3 separate regions of the Pan troglodytes genome follow, and regions 1 and 2 are each linked to region 3. A link is a contact called in public Hi-C and HiChIP or PLAC-seq data. All regions are on one chromosome and are shown on one strand. Each heading gives the region's core, a stretch centred on a gene start, on an enhancer-like site or on the middle of the called end of the contact. The rest is flanking DNA. Distances are from core to core; before and after follow the strand shown. Region 1 overlaps LOC134810296 (a long non-coding RNA gene). Region 2 holds the start of CCDC167 (coiled-coil domain containing 167). Region 3 holds the start of MDGA1 (MAM domain containing glycosylphosphatidylinositol anchor 1).

Region 1 (3,400 bases), core at 154-2,653, 130 kb before region 3:
CACCTTTGCCCTGGGACTATAGAGCTGTCTCCACTCCCCTCACACTCCGTGCCTCTCTGCCTTTGCTACACTGTCCCTTCTGCTTGGAATTCTCTCTCTGCCCCCTCCAACCACTGGCCAATCCTGGACAACTTTCACTGCTTCTTAAAGTGGTGTCACTTCTTCCAGACAGAGGCACAGTAGCCAGGTTTTATTTTTTGTTTGTTTGTTTTTAATCTCAAGGGGAATCCGGTATGTGAAGCAGAGGACGGGACTTGGCCATTGTTTGGAAGGGAATCCGGTACCTAAAAAACACCCCCTCCCCACAACACTTACACTACCTTCTCTGCATGCCTTGCGTTCCTCCTTCCTTGCTGTTTTCCCTAACTCTTCAGGACTGAGAATCCCCTGGGTCTGATGGTGGCTACAGCCTTGCAGCTGCCAGACTGTGGTGTGCTGAGCTAGTCACTTCACCTCTCTGTGCCTCTCTGGCTGGGCTATCTGATTTTCTGTTTCCAGAGGCCCTGGGGTAGGGTAATAAGCGGTTACTAAAAAGAACTGTGAAGGCAAATCTCTGAGGCAGCAGCGCCTGTCTCCGTTGGAGGGCTTGAGTCTGTGTGTCTGGCTTCCAGTGGACACAATGAAACCTTGGGCTTAGGCAAGAGGTCTTTTGTTCCTGTCGTGACAGCTCCACCTCCAGACCCCAGCCCTCCCTGAGGCTGCTGCTGCCGGGGCTTATGCTCCTGCTGTCTCCTCTGCAGCTGTGCGCCACCTGCCTGGGAGATGGAGCTGAGCTGGAGCTGAGGGAGGGGTGCATCTGCCTATGGCGGGGGCTGGGGAGGAGCTGCCGAGCTGTGTCAGGCTGCGACAGGCCCCTCACCCCAGCTGGGCTGGGCAGGTCCCTTGGAGGGCTGCTGGGAGCAGCAGCAGCTTCCTCTGAGAGAGGGTCTTATCTGCTCCAGCACCCGCCACCCCGCCCAGCCCCCATGCTTCCAGGAGTTAGCCTTGCCCTTTCCAGAATAATAGCTTCCCTCCCCGTCTCTCCGCTCCATACCAGCTGGCTCTGGAGAGAAGCTGGCGTCGGGAAGACCCTGAGGATTGGGGGCGGTGGGTGGTGAGAGGGAAACGATTTAAAACAGGGCAAGAGGGACAAGCAGAGGGAGTGACGGAGAAGGCGCACACTGGCTCCTGCAGCTCTGGGAGGCGGCCGGGCTTCAAAGACTTGCTCCGATGCTAGGCAAAGCAGCCCAGCAAGAAGCCTTTTTTCTGCCCCTCCTTGGGGAGCAGTTTTCAACCAGGGACTTTATTTAGGAAGGGAAAGAGAGAAGGGGAGTGGGGAGGGGTCACGTGGGCTCCGCTGTCATGGAAACAAACTCTAGGAGGGTGCCGGATAGGCTGCAGCCCGCACCCCCTCCTCGCCCCTCTGCGCCATGCCCCGGCTGTGGGCGCCCCCGCGCGGCCACCATCAGAGCAGCACGCCACCGCCCCGGCTGCACCCAGGGGCCTGGAAGCCCAGCCCTGGGCAGAGAGAGGTCAGGGAAGTGAGGACCCTGATCAATGGGCCCAGCCATTCCTCATCTCTCCACACATCCATCACCCATCCACTCACCGGGGCTCCTTCAGCTTACCCCCTCCATCCTGCCACCTACCAGGGACACTGTCAGTGGTCAGTGGAAGCCTCTGGGTGTCCATCCATTGATGGTTACTTTTCCTCTAGCCCCTTGTGCCCAGGAACCCCTCTTGGCGTACATCCCTCTGTCTTATCTCATTAGGTGCCTGTCCTGCCTCTCCTCTCCTTGCCTATTTAGTAGCGATGCATCTATCAGAACTCCGGAATCAGTCCTTCCAGCTGCCCCTGTGTCTGTTGTCTCTGAAACTCTCTCCCTCCATCAGTCTATATGTACCTACCCATCTATTACTCTGGCAGCCACCTATACATCATGCGGGCCCCATTATCCATCATTTATCTGCATATGTATCATTCATGCTTCCACCTATCTATTATCCATCACCTCTCTTGCAGCCTCTTTGATGTCCTGCACTCTGCCATCAGGGTTAACGCTGTCAGGCCTGCTTTCCCCAGCCCCAGAGAACAAAGAGACCAAAGGGACGTGGAAGGAACAGAGAGGCCACTGGGGGATGGTTAAGAGAGCTAGGGGCTCAGAGTTGAAAAGAGAGTGGAAAGACCCAGAGATGTGTCAGATGAAGCTGTTTTGCTGAGAATTCCATTCATTATCTCATTGTCCCTCTTCCCCCACCTCCCAAAAGATCAAGAGGGCCTGAGTTTGATTTGCAGCAGGAGAGACACAAGTGGTACTTGTTGGCCGAAAAGGTGGTGCTCTCTGGAGGAAAGGCTGCCTGTGGCTGCAGTGTCTGTATGGAGATGGTCCAGGCTTAGCGAGTCATGGGGCCAGGTAAAGATGGAGATGGAGCTGTAGACTGAGGCCAAGAGGGCCCCCACCACCATGTGCGCATGCACACACACACACACACACACACACACATACACTTCCGTGCGCGCTCATGCACGCATGCATTTCTGGGATCACAGAAATTTGCAGTCAGAAACGCTTTCCTTTGACTGAGGAATTCTTACTTAGCCACAGCAGCACAAATCCCTTGTGGGGTTGGTGTCTCGTGTTGCTTTTCTAAGCATCACTCCTCATGTTGTTGGTGATATTGTATAGTTTCCCCTGAGCACGGTTTCCTGGAGGAACGGGTAGACCGTGGCTCCTTTGTGCCTCTGGTTTCCCCACATCCCGTTTCCTGAGTGGAAACCTCTCTCCACGGCCCCCTTCTCTCCCCATGCCCTGCTCATGCTCGCACAAAAGCAGAAGGGCCTGGGGACACACTGGGCATGGCTCTGTCGTGTCCATTTCTGTATCCCAATTCTTAGCACAACAGCCAGCAGGAAGGAGGCCTTGTATGAGGCCAGATACAGGGCGGAAACTTCACTCACAGTTCTGCCCTGTCCAAAAGAGACCCGGCAGGGGTCAGATAGCTCCAGCAGTGCCACCTTATCCTCAGGGCACTGCCCTTAGCTCCAGACTCCTGAATGGGCCTATGAAAGATGCTGTCACTTCTGCAACTTTCCTCAAAGGTTCTGGGCAAGGGGACACCTCAGGGCTGTGTTTCCAGGGGAGGCTGATATGAGGGCCAGGTATTCTGGGGATGGTTTCTCAGCCCACTAACTTCAGACAAGGAGGAGAACACACCTGTTCTTCCTACTGGACAGGAAACCAAACAACTCTGCTTCCTAAGTTGCCTTGGTTTCTGGGGTTATTGGCATCCGAGTTTGCCAGGAGTGGAAGGCCTGGGACAGGAGAGGCAGGGGCTGGCAGGCCTCCCTCTTCACAGCTCCAAGGGTTAAAAAGCACTTAGCAGCAGCATATAATAAAAGCAAATGTAAGAGAAAGAATAT
Region 2 (3,155 bases), core at 532-3,031, 200 kb before region 3:
AATAATGAGGATCAACTGTAGTTGCAACCCAGACCATTTGGCTCTTTAGAAGAGACCATGTCTCTTCTAAAATAGTTACTATCTGACCATTTGCAGACATCTCCTGCCCCTTGCTCTAGCCTGTTAGAAAAAAACTCACTTTCTTGTTCTTGAAGCCACTGAGTTTTGGAGTTTCTCTGTTACTGCAGCTTATTGTACCCTAATGCAGGTTACAAAGTCTATGTTCTTCCCGCCACAAAGTACCATCTCAGTCACCACTCATAAACCATCCTCTTCACATTTCCATCAACCTTTTTCCTACCAAGTGGGCCAATATTTCTCAAGGGATGCCACTAAAACTACCCACATCACCATGGGGTGTGTGTGGCTTGTAAAAAAAAAAAAATGCAGATTCTGGCCGGCTGTGGTGGCTCATGCCTGTAATCCCAGCACTTTGGGAGGCGAAGGCGGGCGGGCAGATCACTTGAGGTCAAGAGTTCAAGACCAGCCTGGCCAACATGGTGAAAGCCCGTCTCTACAAAAATACAAAAATTAGCCAGGCATGGTGGCACGTGCCTGTAATCCCAGCTACTCGGGAGGCTGAGGCACGAGAATCGCTTGAACCCAGAAGGCAGAGTTTACAGTGAGCCAAGATCATGCCACTGCACTTCAGCCTGGACAACAGAGCGAGACTCTGTCTTAAAAAAAAATGCAGATTCCTTGTTAAGAATGCACATCAAAGTCCTACTGAATTACTCGGGGTGTGGGAAGAGTTCAACTCTCCATTTTTAACAAGCCCTGTGACTCTATGCATGCTAAAGTTTGAGAATCACTGAACTCACTAGTAAGCCTGAAGAAGACTATGACCCTGTACCTCTCCTGCAACCTCCGGGAGGATGCCCTCAGGGAAGGAAAACAGGGGAAGCAAGATGAGTTTCCAGGAAGACCACCTGTGCTTGATTCCCAGGCTCCACCACTTCCACCATCTCAGCCTGGGTTCCACCTGGAACCTCAATTTCTTCATCTGTACAAACCTCACAGGCTTGCAGTGAGGATTAACAATGCAATGAAAGTAGCACATAGCAGTTGCTCAATATGCATGTTTTCTTTCCCTTCTATATGCAGCAAATTATTTTTAAGCCATTCAGTGACATCACCAATTCCAGAATTCTCTTTACATATTCCCAAAGTAATTTTGAAGGTACAAGCTTCCATACTCCGGAGGAAAAATTTCCCCTTTTAGAGGATATTTAAACCATTAATAATATACACCAGAATGGGCTCCCTCATCTTTCAGTCCTAGCCCTTTGGGAGTTCCCCTCAGATTCTACAGGTCCCTATTTCTCTGGGGTCTCCCTCACCTCTGTACCCATCCCTTTTGTTCTGCGTCCCCCGCTTTGAGTTCCCTCACTTCTATGCCAGGCCGTCTTTGGGGCTCCCCTTCACTTCCATGTCTCTTCCTCTCTGGAGATGCCCTCTCCAGAGAGTCTGGTTCGCCCATCCGGCACCTCCTCGGGCTCCCTCTCCTCCGGGAACCCCGTGGGCCTTCTCACCCCTCCCGTCCCTCTCCCCAAACCGCGTCGCCCTCTCTTCCTACGCTTGGCTCCTCCTCCTACCTATAGCCCAGCCTATCCCTTATCCCGCAGCCAGGAGAAGGCAACTAACGAGGTGGCCCAACCCCCACTTTTCCCCTCACCTCTAGAGCGACGCCCAGATTCTCCCGCTTCTTTTTAGTCATGTTACTTGCCGGGATCCCCCAGTCATCACTGGACGCGCCCACCAAGTCGCTATATGCGCATGCTCAAGTCTTCGTGCTTCTCCCTCATTGGCCACCGAGGCAGCGGGAGGTGGGGCTGCTGCCGTCGCCATCTTGTTGAGGGGCGCGGCCGGCTTGGTGCGGACATGTTTGTGAGGGGCAACCTCTAGCTTGAGACCTCAGCCTAGATGGGTGGAGGGTGGAAAAGTTGGTACAGGGAGGCAGAATGTACAGCCCGGGAGTGGACCTGCCCCTTTCTTCCCCAGTTTTAAGCCGCTTTGCATCACTGAGAGCCTTTTTTAACCCCATGTTCTCTTTCAGTGTGTTTTGTGTTTCAGCAACAACCCCGTCCCGGTTTAGGCCACGCCCCCCATTCAAAGTCTGTCCATCCTTCAAGGCCGGTGCTGGAGCCTTGAGCTTCTCGGCCAATGGAATCTGATAATGGCCCTCTATTGTTATTTCTCCTTTGTGTCTTGACTTCTTTTTTTTTTTTTTTTTTGGTTTGTTTTATTGTAAGAACAACTTACAAACATCACAGAAAACATATAACTGAGAAGCAGCATCCTTTATTCTACCAACTTTATCAGTTCCTCTTTGCTTCTGTTTATTCCTCCCAGGCTTGGCCTCACACACAGTATTTTATATTGTTGTAATCGTACTATACTGTACACCATAGACCCAGGGCCTTTGAAATGTTTTGACTGTGACCCTACGATAAAAAAATGTATTTTATATCATGGCCCAGTTACCCATGAAACCAAAACCAAAGTTTCACAGTAAGTACCTTTACCTCCTGTAATGCACTCTGTTATTTTGTATTCTTGCCTATTTAATTAAAAAAAAACAAAGTCAGGCATGGTGGCTCAGGCCTGTAATCCTGTGTCCGGAGTTGGTTCCTTCAGGTGGGTTCTTGGTCTCACTGACTTCACGGTGAGTGTTACAGCTCTTAAATGTAGCACGGACCCAGAGAGTGAGCAGCAGCAGGATTTATTGTGAAGAGCAAAAGAACAAAGCTCCCACATCATGGAAGGGGACCTGAGTGGGTTGCCACTGTTGACTGGGGGATGGCCAGCTTTTATTCCCTTATTTGTCCCCGTTACAGAGCACTGACTGGTCCATTTTACAGAGTGGTGATTGGTGCATTTACAGTCCTTTAGCTAGACACAGAGTGCTGATTGGTGCATTTTTACAGAGTGCAGATTGGTGCATTTACAATCCTTTAGCTAGACACAGAGCGCTGATTGGTGCGTTTTTACAGAGCACTGACTGGTGCATTTACAATCCCTAGGTAGACACAGAGTGCTGATTGGTGCATTATAATCCTTTAGCTAGACACAGAGCGCTGATTGGTGGGTTTTTACAGAGTGCTGATTGGCGCATTTACAATCCTTTAGCTAGACACAGAACGCTGATTGGTGCG
Region 3 (3,334 bases), core at 479-2,978:
GAAGGGGTAACCAGAGTCTCCCTTGGTAACCACAGCGAGGCGTGCGAACGCAGGAGCAAGGCTGCGTGGCAGGAGGCAGAGTTTGGACACGTATCCCTGTGGGTGCGTGCCGTGTTTGCGTTTTCTGGGGATGGTGGCTGAATGTGTCTGTGTGTGCGCGCAGGAAGGAAGGTGGGGTTGGGGTTTGTAGCCAAGAACCGGGGACAGGAAGAACTGGTTCAGGAAAGGTCCGAAAAGGGATGCCGGGGTCGAAGGCGCCGGGGCCAGGGGATGCCGGCATCCTGATCAGGGTGTCAAGCCGTGAGTAGAAGAAGCGAAGCCGCAGCAACAGCGGGGAAGGCGAGCCCGCCGCCCGGCCTTGGTGCTGACAGCCGGCTCGCCCGCAAGCAGCGCGGCAACTCCGGCTCATGCATCGCTTGGCTTCCACTCCGGAGGCCGAGCCAGGACGAGGTTTCGGTGCAAGTCGCTGCACCAATCCTAGACTGGGTCTGTCCGGGTCTCCCGAGCCGACTGGGTGCTCTCAAGGGTTCCTAATCATTCCCACCTCTAGCAGGGTGTGGGAAAGTGGGTACCTCCTCCTGACATCCCGGCTTCACACCAGACCCTACGACCGGCCCCTGTGTTCCGAAGCAGCTAGCTCGGTCTCCACGCGCCCTGGAGAGGGCGGGGACGCCGGCATCCACTCCAGAGTCCGAGTCGAGGTCTCCACCAAACCCCGGCAGCGCGCACTTTGCGCCTCTTGCAAAGTTTCCGCGCGAGGTTAAGCCAAGGTGGAGCGGGACGCGGGCTCTTACCGTAGACTCCTTGTCCCCGGCAGTGGAAGGGGATCAGCGCCAGAAGTAGAAGGCAGGTCACCTCCATCTTCACGGCCGGTGCTTCATCCCCGCGAGGCGGCGCAGCCCGAGAGGCGGCGGGGGGCGCATTAGCCGGGGCCCCGCGACGCCCCTATGTCCCCCCCTTTCCCTGAGAGGTGAGAGAGAGAGCGGCGACGAAGACCAGGAGACTGAAGAGGCGGAGGTGGCGGCGACCCGGGTTTCTCCTCCGGCGGGGCCGCTGCCCGCGTGGGGACGCAGGGGGCGCTGGCCCAGCCCCGGGTGCCTCGGCGCGCCCGGCACAGCAGCCAGCGCCCCGACCCGAGGAGCCCGGCCGCCGAGCCGCCCCGGGTACCCAGGGCCGTCCGCGCGGGATGCTAGGCGCCGGGGACCTCTCGGCGGCGGCGGCGGCGCTTCGATCCAACAGGCCACGGACAACTGACAAACTTGTCGTTTCCCCGCACTGGAGCCGCCCCTCAGCGGAGCGGAGTCGGGGAGGCCGGGGCTCCGCTCGAGTTAATCAATCTGCTGTTTCCAGTCCTGCGGCCGCTGCCGTGGGCTCAGCCGCCCGACTCCAGGGGGCCGGGCTGAAAGCACTCGCGGCGGCGAAGGAGCCCCGGGCCCGGCCCTCCTGATCCGGGGAGCAGCGCGGGCTGGGTTCGGCCGAGGGACGAGCGCCGCGGGTCCCCGGGTCCGTGAAGTTAGCCGAGCCGCCGATAAACCCGGGGAAAGAATAGCAGCCCGGCGCCCCGCGGGAATCTAGAGAGCAATTCCAGGCAAGAGGGGCCCCAGAAAACGAGGAAAGGAGGAAAGTTTGAGTCTTTTCAAAAATATTCGCGCTCTCGCCCAGGCCGGAGCTGCGGCGCGGGCGCCGCTCGCCGCCTCCGCTCGCCGCGCTCCTCTCCCGCCGTCTGGCCGCGGCCGTAGCGCTCCCGGGCTCCGAGCTCTCGGGAGAGCGGGGCTACGCCGCGCCCCAAGTTGGTCGTCCCCGCCCCCGCCCGGCGGCCTTGGCCTGCGGGGGCCCAGAGCGGGCGGGGCCGGGCCGGGCTCCGGGGCGCGGCGGCCGCTCGGCTCCGGGCCGCGGGAGCGCTCCGCTCGCCCAGCAACTTGGGCTTTGCTGTGCTGCTTTTTCGCCCCTCCGAGCTTTTCATTCCGCCCTCCTCCCGCCTCCCTCCCTCTCTTCCTCCTCCCTCCTCCTCGCGTCTCCTCGTTCGGTCTCTCGCTCTCCCACCCGTTGTCGCTCGCTCTCCTGTTTGATTCCCCTCCAGTTAAAAAAAGGAGCCAATTAAAGGCAGCCCAGCTCGCCTGGCCCAGCCTCTGTCCAATTTCCTCGCCTCCCCCAGGACCAATTAGAGAAAACAAAACAGGGCTGGGGGAAGCTGACTGCCTGCCTTTCTCTCTCTCTCTCTCTCTTCTCTCTCTCCTCTCTCTCCTCTCTCTCCTCTCTCTCTCTCTTCTCTCTCCTCTCTCCCTCTCGCTCTCTCTCCCTTCCTCTCCTCTCTTTCCCTTTCTCCTCTCCCTCTCTCTCTCTTCCTCTCTCCGCCCCCTAACATTCCCCCCCAACCCCGCCCAGCAGGAAAATGTCAGAAAGCAGAAATGGATCCATCTATCCCGAGGACAGTGGCGGAGGGACCTGGGTTTCGGCGCGGGCTCTGCAGCCGCGCGCTCGCACACTCGCCGTTCTCCAGCCTTGCACACCCAGACTAGCTGGCCGAGCCAGGTGCACCGTTGCCAGCAGCCCGCGGGGCAAACACGGCCGCTCGCTTCGGGGACCCAAGCCCGCAGGGCACTGCACACTTCGTAAATGTTTTGCACTTTGGGTAGGCGAGACTGAAGCGGGGGTCCTAGGGAAAGGCCGGGCGCCTGCGGTTCCTGGGGTCCTGCAGCCGCGCGAGCCGGGCCGCGGCTGTGGGTCTGCAAGGCTGTCTGCCCGGCTCGAGAGGCCCCCGCCCCTTTCCAGGCGTCTGGTGCTGGGGCCGGGCCGGAGCAGCTGGCGGAGAGGTCGCGCTGAGAGCTCCTGCCCTTGCCGCGGCCCACAGGTTGCCAACAGGTTTGCTCGCACGACCCCTCCGCCAGAGCTTCCCTAAGTCACCCCACATTTTCCTCGGCTAGCCACTCTTCCCATCTTGCCTCCCCTCGGGACCTCAGGCGCCCCCAAGCGCCCCGGGGGCACACCTCCTTCCGGCTGCCGAACCCGAGCCCCGCTCCAGCGGCGGGAGTCCGGCACTCGGGTCTCAGCCGCCTCGAAGGGGCCCTCGCGGAGCAGGAGTGCTGAGAACGCTCCTCCCAAACGCCCGCGGGGAGGGGCGTAGGCTGGCAAGCGAGGCTGGTGGCCTCCCCCGCGCCTCCGATCCCGCCCCGCGCCCAACCCGGGTCCTGCTAATCTCACCTGCTCCACCTGTCGCCGTTATTTATCTCAGCGTGTGCGCAAGAATTGTTTTAGGTCGGCCCGTGGGAGCGCAGACAATCGCAGCAGCTAACAAGCGGGGAGACTACAAACCCCCCCTCCCTTCGCCCCCTGG

What was found. A called contact is a pair of places that touch in the nucleus more often than the background predicts. HiChIP or PLAC-seq counts read pairs in DNA pulled down with a chosen protein or histone mark.
Region 1: a contact with region 3 is called in a Hi-C map of stem cell-derived neural progenitor cells, with 8 times the contacts expected there. The contact joins the enhancer-like site here to the promoter of MDGA1 in region 3. A contact is called at or near these places in 2 of 7 Hi-C or Micro-C datasets (induced pluripotent stem cells and stem cell-derived neural progenitor cells) and 1 of 1 datasets of contacts at active chromatin or transcription factors (stem cell-derived excitatory neurons).
Region 2: an H3K4me3 HiChIP or PLAC-seq map of stem cell-derived excitatory neurons shows a contact between it and region 3, with 5 times the contacts expected there. The contact joins the promoter of CCDC167 here to the promoter of MDGA1 in region 3. A contact is called at or near these places in 3 of 7 Hi-C or Micro-C datasets (blood and induced pluripotent stem cells) and 1 of 1 datasets of contacts at active chromatin or transcription factors (stem cell-derived excitatory neurons).

What each region holds. Positions count from the first base shown.
Region 1 is chr5:43,444,173-43,447,572 of NHGRI_mPanTro3-v2.0_pri, forward strand. The region is part of intron 2 of LOC134810296 (a long non-coding RNA gene); the gene reads left to right. Among named protein-coding and RNA genes, the nearest start is that of CCDC167, 68 kb to the left of the region's middle. Within about 2 kb of position 1,404, at least 16 of the 24 cell types and tissues checked have an H3K27ac peak or open chromatin away from gene starts, as enhancers often do. A contact at or near this core is called in induced pluripotent stem cells and stem cell-derived neural progenitor cells, where this site is marked.
Region 2 is chr5:43,376,432-43,379,586 of NHGRI_mPanTro3-v2.0_pri, forward strand. It overlaps CCDC167 (coiled-coil domain containing 167), which reads right to left and starts at 1,782. Exons shown (of 4, transcript XM_003311272.5): 1 at 1,676-1,782. The coding sequence starts at 1,717.
Region 3 is chr5:43,574,908-43,578,241 of NHGRI_mPanTro3-v2.0_pri, forward strand. It overlaps MDGA1 (MAM domain containing glycosylphosphatidylinositol anchor 1), which reads right to left and starts at 1,729. Exons shown (of 17, transcript XM_054685753.2): 1 at 795-1,729. The coding sequence starts at 861.